Linked DNA regions of Anas platyrhynchos: region 2 is linked to region 1. A link is a contact called in public Hi-C data. All regions are on one chromosome and are shown on one strand. Each heading gives the region's core, a stretch centred on a gene start, on an enhancer-like site or on the middle of the called end of the contact. The rest is flanking DNA. Distances are from core to core; before and after follow the strand shown. Region 1 overlaps ARHGEF4 (Rho guanine nucleotide exchange factor 4). Region 2 overlaps ARHGEF4 (Rho guanine nucleotide exchange factor 4).

Region 1 (7,547 bases), core at 3,418-5,917:
TGCTATCTCCAGGTATATCTTACAAGAGAAAAACATTTTTTTCTTTTAGTGATAGAAAAGTTTCCACGCTAGTTATGTGAGTTTATAAATTCATATATCAACTTGACAATAACAGAGTTCTCACTTATTTCACAGGATCCCTCACAACTGTATATTGATTACCAGCCTAGGTTTTTGATCAGGATCTGCCAGCAAAGATGAGGTCTTCTTGGCAGAGCTTTTCCAGTTGCAGAGCAAGGAGCTGGAGGCTGGGACGGGAGACAAACAACTGCCAAGTATGACAAAAAATTGTTTTCTGAGATGCTGGAAGTCTCAGAACTTCATGTTTCCAAGGGAACACAATGACACTAAGAATGATTAGAAAGCTACTATTATTTCAATTACAAATCAGACTCTGGCTACGGCCTAAATAGCACTGGTAAACCAGCAAAACACAACTGTTCATATAAAGTGCTTGGAGCTCTTCAAGGATGAAGAAAAAACGATGCGTCTGAGTAAGACTGGATATCTTCAAAGACCTGAAACTACAAAGTTGAAGATTAGCTGCCATTTTGTGCAAATTTCAGTGAGTCTTAATGCTGGGCTTACAGATAAAGGCTTCTGAGAAAACCCTCCAGTAGAACAAAAAATTTGTTCCAAAAATTACTCATGAGTGGAAAATCATTTTTGCAGAAAAGTCCTACAAGCAACAATGGAAGTCAGCAGGGAACAAAGGCCTCTCTCATGTATTTATAACAAGAGATATTTCTTCTGCTTTTGTTGTCCCTAAATCAAAATCTGCTTTGACCAGATAGCGTATTTGACATTTCTACATGGGATAAGAATTATTTTTCAATTTTATTTCTAAAACTTCAGAATCAAGCAGGCTTTAACTTCAGATCAAGCCTCTTACCTAAAAATACCTTATTCTAGTCTGACTTGATGTGAAAGATGCTCTTTAACTGGATATCAAAATCTCTTAAGAACAGAAAAATTACATAAGATTTTTTTTTTAAAAGGTACTAGATAACATAAACACAGGAAGTTCAGCAAAGATTTCATGGAGTCTACATTACTACAACTATGCAAATCCCAATTTGATGTCATTCTGTTGTTTTGCCACATATTTTTGAGTGAAAACTTATGTTACAAAGGGGGTACAACTAAATAATTAAAATAGTTTTGAAAGTCACTCATCCAAAATATGTTTGACTGGCAAAATTATATTTAATGATATTCTAAATGTTAGAAAGATCTAGGATATTTAAATACATACTTACTGCATCCCTAGGCACCTTAGAAGAGTTACCAAAAGAAAAAAAAAAAAGAAGAAGAAGAAGGGGGCAGCAGGAGATACTCTGGGCAAGCATTACACACACATCTATCTATATTTAGGTGCCAATCAGTTTCCCAGCAGAAAAACTGACTTCCCCTGTATGGGATGGATGGTGCCACACTAGGAGGCGTACCAATGAAGACCCGAGGTGTCTATACGATGCTTTGCAGGTGGGTGGAAAACTCCTGCACAGCATCAGCCACACAGTTGTGCAGCCCTGGCCACTCGGCACGGTGCTGTGCACAGCCCTAGGAACCAGCCGCCCTGCGAAGGCACCCTCTGAGCACCAATCCTAGCATCATTAAGGTTGGAGAAGACCTCCAAGATCATCTAGTCCACCTGTCAGATCTTACACAGTGCCCAGCACAGGAGGCTCGCTGGACTCGCAGCCTCCAGGCAGCCTCACTGCACTCCATGCAACCCAGAAGGAGGCACACGCCTACTGCGAGGATTACGATAAATCGTGAGCTCACACAGCTTCCTTCATGTGGCATGGGAATGAATGTAAATTAGCCTTTTCATTCCAAATGTTTCCATACTGACCTCTGTTTCTCCACTGACACAGAGGAAGGTTTGGTTAAATTCAGAAGTTCCTATCTATGCAAGGAATCAACTACAGATAAACAGCGAGACCATCGGTCCCATGGGGTCTCCATCCATCACCTCTCAACTTAATGGTAACACAGTGCAGCAAAAACATATAAATCTGATGCCGATGCCTCTGCTGAATAGTCACAGCAATGAGCACTGATCCATGTGCAGACTCTCCCACGTGAGAGCATGTGTCAGGACTCCATAATTAGGCTTTTTTACGAACTCTTGCTCCTCTCAGACACTGCCTCTTCCCATACATTAAGCATGAATAACCTAAGATCATGGCTGGAAATTCAGACTCTCTGGCTCATGTGCAACTGCACTGACTTGCATTTTTAGTATGCATCAATTCCTCTGGGTCACTGCAGCCCGTCACAGCCCCTCACTGGGATCCAACAGTGCCTTTCAGCTGACCTCAGGTGGTCCTGATGGGCCTTCACTGCACCGTGTGTCTCCTCTGCAGTCTGATTTGGGGTAATCATGATTCTGACTGCACGTTTAAGAAGGATAGTGTGACAGACAGTTGGATAGTGGCCAAGAATATCGAATTTGTGAAATTCGATACATACACATACAAAACAAATCCACATACACATTCATAGGAGTGGATTGTTTAGCTGGTGTAATGTAACTGTGGCTTTGGAGTTTCAGTAAGAGAGATTTATTACTGAGACAAAAGAACAGTGTTTAATGTCACAGACTGGTCTGCAACACTACTTCTTCACGATCTAAGTTGTATTTAAGTATTTTTTTCACATAGAATGGACTTCTAGTAAATTACTGTGATTAAACAAACAAACCAACGCCTTTGGTAACTTTAGATCTCTTGAGATTTAAAACAAACATGGAAGTTTACCAGGGAAGAAGTAAAACCTACACTTGCCTGCCATGTGTTCTACCTGACTGGAGGTGGAATGAGGATGTTCAAACTTGGTTCTGCCAAGAGCTTTACAACTACTTTATGATTGAATGGCTTATACTTAATGGCTTTTATTATTTCAATTATTTTGTTGGTGTTATATGGAAATGTTTCAAGCAAGCTGTCTCCAGTCATTGACACGACACTTTTTAAGTCTATATGAATAATTTTAACATATCAACATATAGTAAGTAAAATTCCTGCTATGTAAAGTGTTTAGACCACAAACTCAGCAAGAATACTGGGAAAGGAAAGCAGATTTTTCAACAAATTTGTGGCAGAACCAAAGGGTAGGACTCAGTTTCCCTTTAGTCCTTTGGAGCACTAAAAATCCTGGCTTGAAATCTGAGCAATAAAATGGATTCAAGTCCCACACTCACAGCATCACCACAATGAGCCCTTCATTAGCCAGCACTTCCCGGCAGACTATTAAAGGGGACACAGGTTTACCAAACAGCTAATCCTTGATAATGAAAGGTTTCCAACAAAGCTCCCTTTCCAGGGAGTCTGGGCACTTTCACATTAGCAAGAAGTGAATAGACAAAGTGGTTCAGGAAACCTGCCAAACAGTAGCTCATGCACTGAAAACAAAGACCTGCAGTCTTCAGGGAGCTAGAGAAAAAAAACAGCAGTGTTTTGAGTTGTTTCTTGTCATCATAGTTACCTTCTTCTCCACTTTCTTTCATATTATTTCATGAATAGTCTTCGAACTATAAAGTGTATACACACTTGTCACTTAAATTTCACTTGCACATATAAATCAGTTTCTGCGCTGCCTTTCCTCTTTCCGAATGTGAGACAGAGGTTTCCTCTCTTTGCTCCGGGCCTCTCCTGGACACATGCCACTTTTCTTACTATCAGTCCCTAAGCAACAGTAACACCATTGACTGGTACCCATTCATTTCCTCAGTGATTTGTTTTTCTTTAGTATTTAACAGGCTGACAATTGGATCTTTTCCTTTTGGGGCCTATTTTAAGAAGGCTTTATTTAATCAGATGCAATTAAACATTTAAGATCCAAGATAAGTAATTTTCCTTTAGATTTGTAAAGGGCATCAATGCACGTTCTTTGGATTTAGGTAAAGAATGTCAGGACTAACATTAAAACATAACAAATAAGGCTTATGGAAACATCTTTCTTTTTGACAGAAGGACATGGCAAAACAAATTCAGGGTGGCTGAAGAACCAATTCACAAGGAAGGGAGGAGCTGTAGGGTGAACAGAGCTTGCATACATGAACACAAGGTGTATGTAACCTCCAGTGCACAACTGAGCTCTGGGAGGGACTCGCCCTTATTGCCCTTCCCTCTGACTTGAAAAGGAAGCAGAAGGAAAGCACAGCATTCCTATATACCGTATCTGCTCATAAAAGAGAGCAGCACACTCCAGCATGCACAAAGCAGTTCTGTCCCTTCCTGCCTTGTCCATCCACCCCTTTATTTGTTCACTCTGCTGGAAGATGATGTTTCCGTGGACTTAACTGGGAGAATCTGACTGTTTTGTGCCTATGACAGAGCAGAGAGGGGGAGCTTGTAAGAGGAAGCCAGCTGGTATAATGCAGGACTGAAAGCCTGTGAGACAGAGCAAGGCTGACACCTGATGGTTCAAGTCTGAGGACGATCGTGCTACTGCGCACGTTGCTTTGTAGGCAGCAAACTGAGTGCCCTCCGGCAAGCGCTTAGAGAAGGAGCTTTTATGTGGCCATCCCTCCAGGTCTGGTGGCCAGGACACCTGCAGAACCAGCCCGATCCCCGAGGCAGCTCAGGAAGCCGCTGGCCCTGCAGAGATCGGGAGGTCTGCTCTGCACAGAGCCGTCTGGCTCCCGCGGCCGCCAGGGGGCAAGCTGCCTCCAGCCCCACGGATCCTCTTCCCACTGCTGCCTGCTTCCCGGTTTCCTCTAATACAGCTCAGCAAACGCATCTTTACACTGACCTGGGGTAAGGGAGAGGCAGTAGCAAGCTGGTGCTGGCTAGGAAGAGCTGAAAAATGAGCCAGACATGAAGAGTCTCTCCAAACCAGGCTCCTCAAGTGACCCTATTTCAATCCATGCAGTCCATTAACTGGGGGACAAAATGAGTTTCAAACCTCATTTGAAATATTTCCAAACTAAGTCACCAAGACTTGCAGGTGAAGGGTAACAATAAGATCTCCTCAAAGTGTTATGTCTGAAGGTCTGTGTCCTCTCTGCGAGGCCCAGGAGTTTTTTGTGCTGAGCCACAACCCACGGCATGGTGGTGCTGATGCTGACATGAGGCTTTGCCAGGAAATCACCTCTGGAAGCTGGAAGCTCCAGCTTTGGGGTGATGATCACTCCTGACAGTCTGCTTTTGTGGTAGTCTGCAGACCTCGGGGCTGAAGCTGGCCCATCACTTTGCTGAATATTGCCCAGCATGTGAAGTTGAACATTTGCTGTGTCAGGGTCCCCTCCTTCTTGGATATTTCATAGAACCAGGGAATCATTTAGGTTGGAAAAGAGCACCGAGTATATCCATCATGTCCAACATGCCACATCCACACATCCCTTAAATACCTGTAGGGATGGAGATTCCTCCACTTCCCTAGGCAGCCCATTCCAATGCTTGAGCTTCTTGCTAGCATCCTATCACAGGGAGTTGTAGAGAGAGGTAAGGTCTCTCCTCGGCCTCCTCTTCTCCCACTAAACAGCCCCAGTTCCCTCAGCCGCTCCTCAGAAGTCTTGTTTTCTAGTCCCTTCACCAGCTTCATCGCTCTTCTCTACACACATTCAAGCAACTCATTATTCTTTTTGTAGCAAGGTGACCAAAACTTAACACAATAATTCAGGGTGCGGTCTGTCCATTTTCCTACATCTGACTGAATCAGATGAATTTAATCCCCCAGAACATTCCTACCACGCTCTATTGTTGCCCTCTCTCCCATAAATCTAAAACAAGATGGTTATGCTGTGAAATCACTCTCCAGCCACTGTCGCAAAACATTACTCTCAAAGCAAAATTCAGCACAAGAACAGAGACTCCTCCTTCTGTCAGTCAAATTACTACATCTTAAAACTATTTAATTTGCAGACTTGAAAAGTAAAACAAGCAAAAAGTAGCTTTGCTTTACTTGCTGAGAGGTCGTAATCAGCCTCCAATAACTTGTCACAATAAACAAACTGAACCAAAGAAATTAGATCATTTTCCCTTTTGGACTAAACAAATAGATAATCCTCCAGTGAACAAATCCTGCATTTGGCAAGCTAGCACAGAGCATTCTTCAGTTTTGACAGATAGTGTAGATAATGGTCTCTTTTTTGTTCATATCCACTATCCAAATGTTGAAAGAATCTTGACACATTATATTCTGTTGCTGAAAGATAAAAGCTAAACTGTAACTGAGGCTTTGCATCAGTGCAGGATCTCTGTCCTCTGCTAAACAACAGCTTGTTCTCCATGAGGCAGAACTGAAGAAGCCTGCTTTCCTACAGATTTTTGTCCCCTAATACACCCTCTACTCATCACATTAGCTATGTTCCCCTCTATACTCCTTACACTGGCCTGTCATTACATAAATGCTTAACCACTATGGTTAAGGATAGCAAAAAATGTTTTTATAAGTCTACTAATGGCAAGAGGAAGGCTAAGGAGAATCTCCATCCGTTACTGGACACGGGGGGAACATGACTACAAAGGATAAGGAGAGGGCTGAGGTTCTTAATGCCTTCTTTGCGTCTGTCTTTACTAGCCAGAGCACTCATCCTTGGGATACTCAGCCACCCAACCTGAAAGTCTGGGACAAGAAGCAGAAGAAACCTCACACACAGTTCAGGTGGAAACAGTTAAAGACCTGCTGCTCCACCTGTCCATGGGGCCAGATGAGATCCACCTGAGGGTGCTGAGGGAGTTGGCAGATGGCTGGGCTGCTTTCCAATGTCTATCAGTGGTCTTGGAGAGGTCCCAGATGACTGGAGACTTGCTAATGTGATGCCCATCTATAAGAAGGGTCGTAAGGGGGACCTGGGGAACTACAGGCCTGTCAGCCTGACCTCAGTGCCAGGAGAGGTGATGGAACAGGTCACCTTGAATGCAATCACACAATGTATGTGGGACCACCAGGGGATCAGGCCCAGTCAGCGTGGGTTCATGAAAGGCAAGTCCTGCTTGACCAAACTCATCTCCTTCTATGACCAGCTGACTCACCTGGTGGATGAGGGAAAAGTTGTCAGTCTGCCTAGACTTCAGCAAGGCTTTTGACACAGTCTCCCACAGTATTCTCCTGGAGAAGCTGGCAGCCCATGGCTTGGACAGGTACACTCTGTGCTGGGTTAAAAAGGGGCTGGATGGCTGCATGGTGATGATTAAGCCTGGTTTACTGATACATCTCATGCTGTGGAAAGCAATAAGATTCCCTGTTCGCTTTACAGCATAGACTAAAAATTGCACAGACGGTAGCTGCAGCAGTCTTACTACAAACACGCAAATGTCAATTGAAAACTTCCAAGGTTTCACCTCAGTCTTCTTTCACTCTTTTCCTTTATGTTAGAAATTAACACAAGTTACCAGAAGCTAATGACAGAGCAAGAATCTGAGAAGTTTATTCATTGCACGTGACAGATTCAGCTGGCATGTACTAACAAACCAGTCACCATTGTACATCAGCCACTTCCTACATCAGCCTTTGAAGTGCCAGGATGCAAGCAAGTTCTAACTGCAGACAAATTAATCCAGATTTTATCTTTCCTTTCAGAGTTTGCACTGATA
Region 2 (7,088 bases), core at 2,244-4,743, 46 kb before region 1:
AGTCCCATCTTGTGCTTGCAGCCTGTGCATCTCCCCTATTGTTTGCGCTAAGAAGTTCTAAGGAGTAAAGCTCTTCAATCCTTTCCTCTGAAGCCTTTTTTAGTCCTAATAATCTAGATGACAATTTTGCTCTGAATGCAGCTAATCACAGGACCTACTTTTCAACCAGAGTAAGTTCCCTCTAACCAAGCAATGACATAATTTAAAGGTTATGAACTACAAGAAGCTCTGCCTGTTAAATGACCATATGCCACCTGCTTTTCCTTCATATTTTCAAGATTTTGCATGGACTGCAATAAAATGAGTTTCAGTCTATCATATTTCCTTTCCCCCACATCTAAGATAAAAAGAACCCACCTGATCAGACTACAGGTCCTTCTAGCCCAGCATCTTAGCTCCGACAGTCAATAGGAGATTCATAAGGAGGAGAAAATGAACAGGACAAGCAGATCTATCCTTAAATACTGTGGTCAGCATCACACCACCAGTAAAGGTATCTCCTGTTTGGGTTTCTGCTTTAAGAAGGATCATCTCCTGCCCTTGACAACACACTAAAACAGTGAGGGAAGAATTAAACAATCTCATTTCTTCAAGCTAGAAAAGAAGGGAGACTTTTTTGTCCTTTTTCCCCCAAGTATATATTTTGACCCAACAAAAAATAATCTTTTTCCTTACAAGTTCTTCATCCCATATCCCTATAACCTCAGAAATGCTCTGGTCTATAAGAGTTTTACGGTGATAATGTTGTGATGTATGTGATGCCAACACAGGATAAAATGCAGAGCTTCCCACAACCCTAAACAAATGACAAATTCTCTGTGACTTTTAACACAAACCATCCACACATTTATAATTCTGCCTGTGGGGTCCATTCTAGGTACAGGCAGAGGCAGATATCCCATGGAGAAGGTAACACTTAATTGCATGATCATTGAGGATCACAACATGTTTGCACAATAGAGCCAAAACCAGGTTGAATCAGAAATATCAGCTTATGGTTGCCGTATTTTACTGCATGATTCTGCAGCTTAAGCAATAAAACAAATGGAAACAAATGGAAACTTACTAAGCAGTACCCAGAGCTTCAGTCACTACCAAACCCTACTGTCCTGCTCCAAAAAATCTGACCTACGTCAGTCACTAGATATCAGGTATGCATCCACAGCTGTTTGACTAGAGCTTTGGAAACATCAAAAAATTGAGATTATATGCCAATACAGCGACAGCTTGTCATTTCCGTATTTAATAAACTCCCACCATGTTTATTGCAAAGCTGTTTACAAAACTTCTTTATGCCAGGGTAGACTTCTAAAAGCTAGGCTTCCTTAGGTAAGAAAATTACATTGGCATGCTCTCAAAACGTATAGACATAGAGCTTTGCTGGTCAAAAGGACAAGAAGCAATCCCAGTGTCAACTACGATTTGTTAAAAATAATAATGAATTGCCCATAGTCATCTACCCAGGCAACAAAAACAACCTTATTAAGCCACTTGAATTTGGAATATTTCATCAGTTTGGGATGTATAAAATAAATGGTATTGGTCAAAAGTCAGATATTGAAATTAAAGATTCATACAGCAGGAAAGAAAACTGAATTCCTTTTGATGTGCAGTTGTTTGGTCAGCTGCACCACCATTGCCAGCAGGGTACTGTGGTGTTCAGGCTGGAACAGAGTCTCTATTTCACTTGGGAAGGTGGATCAGTAAGATTACCTGTCTCAATGCAGAAAGGCTTAACAAGATAATGAGAAGGTCTAAAGAGGATATGCTGAAACATCAAGAGAGAAAAGAAAGAAAAGATTCTCAGCACAAAATAATGTGTAAAACTTAGGGCTGGGAGGCATCAGCTTCACGCTGAGAACTCTCCTCAGGCATCTTGAGTCTTTCCTCAGCTCCAGTGGATGCTTCCACAGTGGCACCTGGTCACTGCAGAGACTAGCTCTAGAAAGCACTACGATAGCATATGTGGCAGAGAAAAAGTCCTTGAACTAGGAACACACAGCTCATACTTTCAAAAGCAGAAAAAAACAGGACTGGGCACAGAAAGCAGTAAGAGAACAAGACCATTAATGGTTTCCCATTATGCCTCCCAAATTCTAATTCTCAAAATTGGAATGTGCTTAGTTGGTTGGTACAAAAGACCATGAAAATGGGATACTCACTACTCTTAAAGATTGCAAGTCACTGACATTGATAGACATGTCCTACCTTTCCTCCTTTGCATATATTCTATTTATTCTGTTTTGGGAACAGTGGAACTGTTCTGTTTTGGGAACACTCCTCAAAAACAGTGTATGAGGATGTTGTGTACTTCAGAGTTAATGTGTTAACTTGTCCTTTGTTAACAGCTGGATTCAAAGCCCAAGTCTGTCTCAAGGAAGTAAGTGTGAGCATTTCATCCCATTCACTAGTAGCCATGAAAAAAAGCAACCTAGCACTGCACTGAAGCAGAAATGGCTGCCCAAACAAGTCCTAAAACAGGAAGAGCAAGCGTGGGTGCCTTGAAAATGTTTCAGTCCTGAGCAGTGTACGGGCAATCCAGGCAGCACCTGCTATGTATACAGCACAGTCTGCTACTATTAATTGTTCTGCTATGATTAAAAGCACAGTGTAGTGTCATAAAGAAAACTGAACAAGGGAGGGGGGGAACTAAAATGCTTATGCTGCCACTTAGTGGCTTTAAACAGTATTTGTTGCTCAGTATATCAATCTAGTTTGCACAGCGTCCAGACTCTCGTAATCCAGCCTGAGTCATGATACTCTACTCAGAAATGGCAGAAAAAGAATTGATAAGAAAAAAAGTGGAAAGATCATCACACACAAAGAGGTAGAAAGCCTGGACGGTAATCCAAGCAGCAAATGTCAAATCATCCAGTTCCCTAAAACTATTCAATGTGTCAATACTAGTGAACATTTAAGGACAGTTTCCCTTTTTGACAAAAGCACACTAGCACAAGAATTATGAATTTTTCCTTGTTTTCCTCTTTTTCTGTTTCTTGTGCAGTATCACATATACTACGAGTACTTACTGAAGGAAACATAATTAACTACAGCACTATTTAGACAAAGTTACTTAAGAGCAATAATGAAAGGCACTGTCTGCTACTGCAAAATACACAGAACTCAGCTTTACTAATCTTTCCATGCTCAGAGGGAGAAACCTCAAAGATTTAATTCAGATGACTGACCAAAGCTCAGGCAGTTTCCTGGAGCAGGTACTGCACTATGTACAAATTGCAACAGCTACAGATCACAACTGAACATTAGAAACTGCTGTGCATTTACATCAACAACACGAGTGAAATTTAAAGCTTGGGGACGGGAAGAACCCAACTGTCCTTTCTGGTTTTATTTTATTTTTTGCACAAGAGACTAGATAAAAAGAAAGCTGTGACCACAAGTCACTGGTGTTTCTGTTCTATCTCTGCCCATGGCTGTGGCTGGTAGCAGCAGCCCAGTGCAGAGAGTCCCAGTCGGCAGCAGGTGGAGCCCAGCTATAACACTCTCCTCTCAGAAGCTACAGTCTTTCATCTTCGGTCATCTATCTGCATAGCTGACTTATGACAGGCAGAAGTTGAGAACTGGATTTTTCTGGCACAGTAAAGATACACTCACTTGTCCTAGAGCTGTGTAGTACAGGAAAAAAAAAAAAAAAAAAAAAAAAAAAAAAGTCCCCTCACTTTTTAATAACCCACATTCGTAATCTTTTAAAAACTCCTTTCCCAGATGGTCTGAAGGAAACCAGAGGAATATGCACTGAGTGCACTGAGTGCAGTTTCCAGGGATATGTGGCTCCCCGCTTTGGTATAGCTAGCCAAAGAAATACCAAAAATCTCACTCCCATGTTCAACTATGTTGCACTACTCCAGCCCAACAATTCAGACATACAAAGTTCAGGCTGTTTGGACAAGCATCTGGATATACATTTGAACTTTATAAAAGTGGAATCTAAACCTTTGGAAATCCTGCCAGGCCTAGCATGATGCATGCTACTTGCCCTCCCAAGAGATCTCCTCATCCCTACCTAAGCTCTACAACAAAAAGCCAACATTTAATATGAAAAGAATTTGTATCTCCCATGCACTGCTCAGATCAAGCCTGACTTTCATTCCTGACAACCTCCTGTTATTTGAGAGTACTTCCATTGAATCTGCTAGTCCTTCCTTTATTAGCACTGCCTGTCCAGAAAGTTTGCAAAACTGATTAAGGCAAAGTAAGCAGTGTCTGGAGCATGGAGAGCAACACAGGGGAGTACAATTCTGTTTCTGCTATTAAAATAGTGGGGCTCATCAAAGGGTTGGTGTTGCTGGTTTTCATTGTTTTCCTCCAGCACTGCACAGCAGAGTACACTTACTCTTCACTTGTCTGTCAGAGGGAAGACAATTCATGCTTGGGAGCCATCATCCATCACGCTGGAGATTAAACAAAATTAACAACATAAACCACAAAGAAACTGAGTGGCTGAACAAGAGCTCAGTTAGGTCAGGCAGGTCTCAAGGGTGCAGTCAGTCATTAAATGTCCCACTCTATCCAAAAACTCAGATGTGCCTAGGCTGGGGTCTCTACCAAAGCTGTGGAACACAAGGACTCCTCCACTCCTGCCTGGCAAAGCATGCTGATGGGTGGGAAAACTTAAGAGCAGCTTACTCTGACTTGTTGCTCTCAGTGAAGCTGAGCCTCAGCCTGTGGAAAGCCTGCTTCCTTAGGCTATTGTGGAATTTCAACCTGTTATTTCTTTCTTTTCCAGTGGAAAGAACACGCTTTCTAAAACAAGACTTCCACCCATACAGGCAGAGCAGCTCTTTAGGGTATGAGAAAATACTCTGAAGGAAGCTAGCCTCGAACATGACAAGTATTCAAGCCTTTCTGTATCCTCCACTCCCACAGCTTCCTTTTAGCCTTGCAGCTAGTCTAAGCTCTCTGGACCTAGTCTGACCTGATCACCCCAAACTCCCCTATTTTCTTTATCCCTGGCCTGTCTCGTACTAGGACATCTTGGGCTTTCTTGCTCCCCTTCTGCAGAGAAGCAAGTTACCTGTCAGTCCATGCTCAGCTGCCATCCCTAGGAAGACAAGCTTCTTTTGTGGGCAAGTAATCCCACAGTGTGTGAATACTGAGTGTCAGCTTTGCATTGCAACTGGGAGGCCTGGAAGGCTCGTACAGAGACATTAGGGCTCCCAGCCTGCAAAGCAGTCAGGTAATTCAGGTACCTGAACTTTTTCTGTTCTGCCTTTTCTGCCTCAACTATTGAGGATTAGGTTTTGTCAGTTTTAGAACAGTACCAATCAGAAGTACACACACATACCCATACACATAAATAGAAGAATAAACTACTCTGAAAGCCCTGGCCAAAGCATGTTTTTGAGAAGCCCACAGTAGATTCCAGAGAGCAAAACCAAAGCTCTGTACCCCACTGCCCAAGCAGGTAGGATCTTCGTCTATGCACAGAAAGGCTTACGCTGGAAGTGTGGCACAAGGGAACAGTCATCCCAAATGGCAAAAAACTTCACTTGGCTGGCCAAGGAGACCAGACAGAGGAAGTCAGTAACCTCATGTATCTGCTGACAAATCTACAAACCTTACGGGACAGGACTGTAATACTTCCCTGCAAAAGAGATGTCAAAAAGATCTCTAGAGGAGCTCTTCACAGGGAATACATCTACCCCATACAGTCTAACATCAGATTAGGAGGCCCTGAACAGGCTGCTGTATCTGCAGAACAGTAGCATTGCATGGGGATACTAACTCAGATCCCAAGAAGGGTCCAAGCTAGGTAGTCAGTCAGCTTGCCCCAAACAGATGCCACACAGCTCTCCTTTCAGGGCACATGCATACCCCCTGCAGTCCCACTGCTCTCAAATGGGAGATCCCCATGCACATTATCGCACCCTGGAGAACAGACAGATGCCAAAGGAAAGCTGCAGCCAGACCTCCTCCACCAGAGGGGTTGAGTATCTGTTTTTTCCCCAAATACATGGCTGTTTTAACAAAAGTTAAAAACTCTCCCTCTGAACCTTGGCTCATTCCAAAAGTGAAAAGGTTGGATTTTCTGACATACTAGAAGGCACAGAACAGGTCTTGGCAGGAGGGAAACAGCTTTGGAGTGACTGCACAAGTCACAAGTGGTTTGGCAGAATTTCACTTGCGCAAACATTCAACTTCAGGTGAAAAGCATTGCGCCTGAAGTTCAAAATCAACACAGGGCAATAATCCTTTAAAGCACAGTATAAATAAAAATACAGCATGTAAAAACACTCAGGATTATACAACAGCACTCCAGAACACACTTCTTCAATTTCTCTGATGGATTCACTTATTTTGTGGGTCTTCCATTATAAGCAATCCTGAGCAGTCAACATAGTCCTTAGTCTCCCAACTTCTATCAGTAAAAAGGAATTTTCTCTATTATTAGAGAAAAGTCTGAAACAACGTGTTCATAGCCAAATGAAACCTTGCTCTTTCTTGCACTAGGTCCGTTGTACCAGTGGTATGGCTGTGGGTGGCAGGAATAAGTCATAAAGTAACAGAAACACTTCCTCAGGGATCCTGAGGGAGTTCGGAGCTCCAAGACAAACTACACACTCACAACCCAAAGAACTCCTCTGAAGCCAAAGCCAGCACGTTTTGTCACTCCATTTTAATCTATTTATTTATTTATTTGTCGGTCATCCTTTTTCTTGCACAGTTAATTAAAAGTCCAAACAAACCTCTCAATACTTTTCTCAGGAACAGGCTCACAAGCCTGTCTCAAACTGCCCCCATGTCTCACCGGGAAGGTAGTGTAACAGTACCTCCCCCTCTGGAGTCAAACCAGGGCAGCTAAAGCCAGGGCCTCCTGTCTCACCTCCAAACTATTCTCTTTTTGTCCTTTTCACTGCTTCTCTAAACTCTGAGATCAGTCCCAAAATTTTAGCCTAGTGCTCTGTTGCAAATCAAGTTCTGATCGTCATCATGGTGATGATTATTAATTTGATTAACCATGGACTAGACAGCTGCCATACAGGAGCTTGTTCCGTCAGGATTTCAGGCAGGATTTCTGCCTACTGCATGGACTGGCAGAAGTGGCATGCTCATGAAGTTTAATACAT

What was found. Hi-C and Micro-C count contacts between places; a contact is called where the count stands out from the background.
Region 2: a contact with region 1 is called in a Hi-C map of subcutaneous adipose tissue, with 2.9 times the contacts expected there. The contact joins two enhancer-like sites. A contact is called at or near these places in 2 of 8 Hi-C or Micro-C datasets (F5 follicle and subcutaneous adipose tissue).

Annotation. Positions count from the first base shown.
Region 1 is chr9:14,110,976-14,118,522 of IASCAAS_PekinDuck_T2T, reverse strand. The region is part of intron 2 of ARHGEF4 (Rho guanine nucleotide exchange factor 4); the gene reads right to left. Among named protein-coding and RNA genes, the nearest start is that of ARHGEF4, 22 kb to the right of the region's middle. Within about 2 kb of position 4,667, at least 4 of the 8 cell types and tissues checked have an H3K27ac peak or open chromatin away from gene starts, as enhancers often do. A contact at or near this core is called in subcutaneous adipose tissue, where this site is marked.
Region 2 is chr9:14,155,831-14,162,918 of IASCAAS_PekinDuck_T2T, reverse strand. All of the region lies in intron 3 of ARHGEF4 (Rho guanine nucleotide exchange factor 4), which reads right to left. Among named protein-coding and RNA genes, the nearest start is that of ARHGEF4, 67 kb to the right of the region's middle. Within about 2 kb of position 3,493, at least 1 of the 8 cell types and tissues checked has an H3K27ac peak or open chromatin away from gene starts, as enhancers often do. A contact at or near this core is called in subcutaneous adipose tissue, where this site is marked.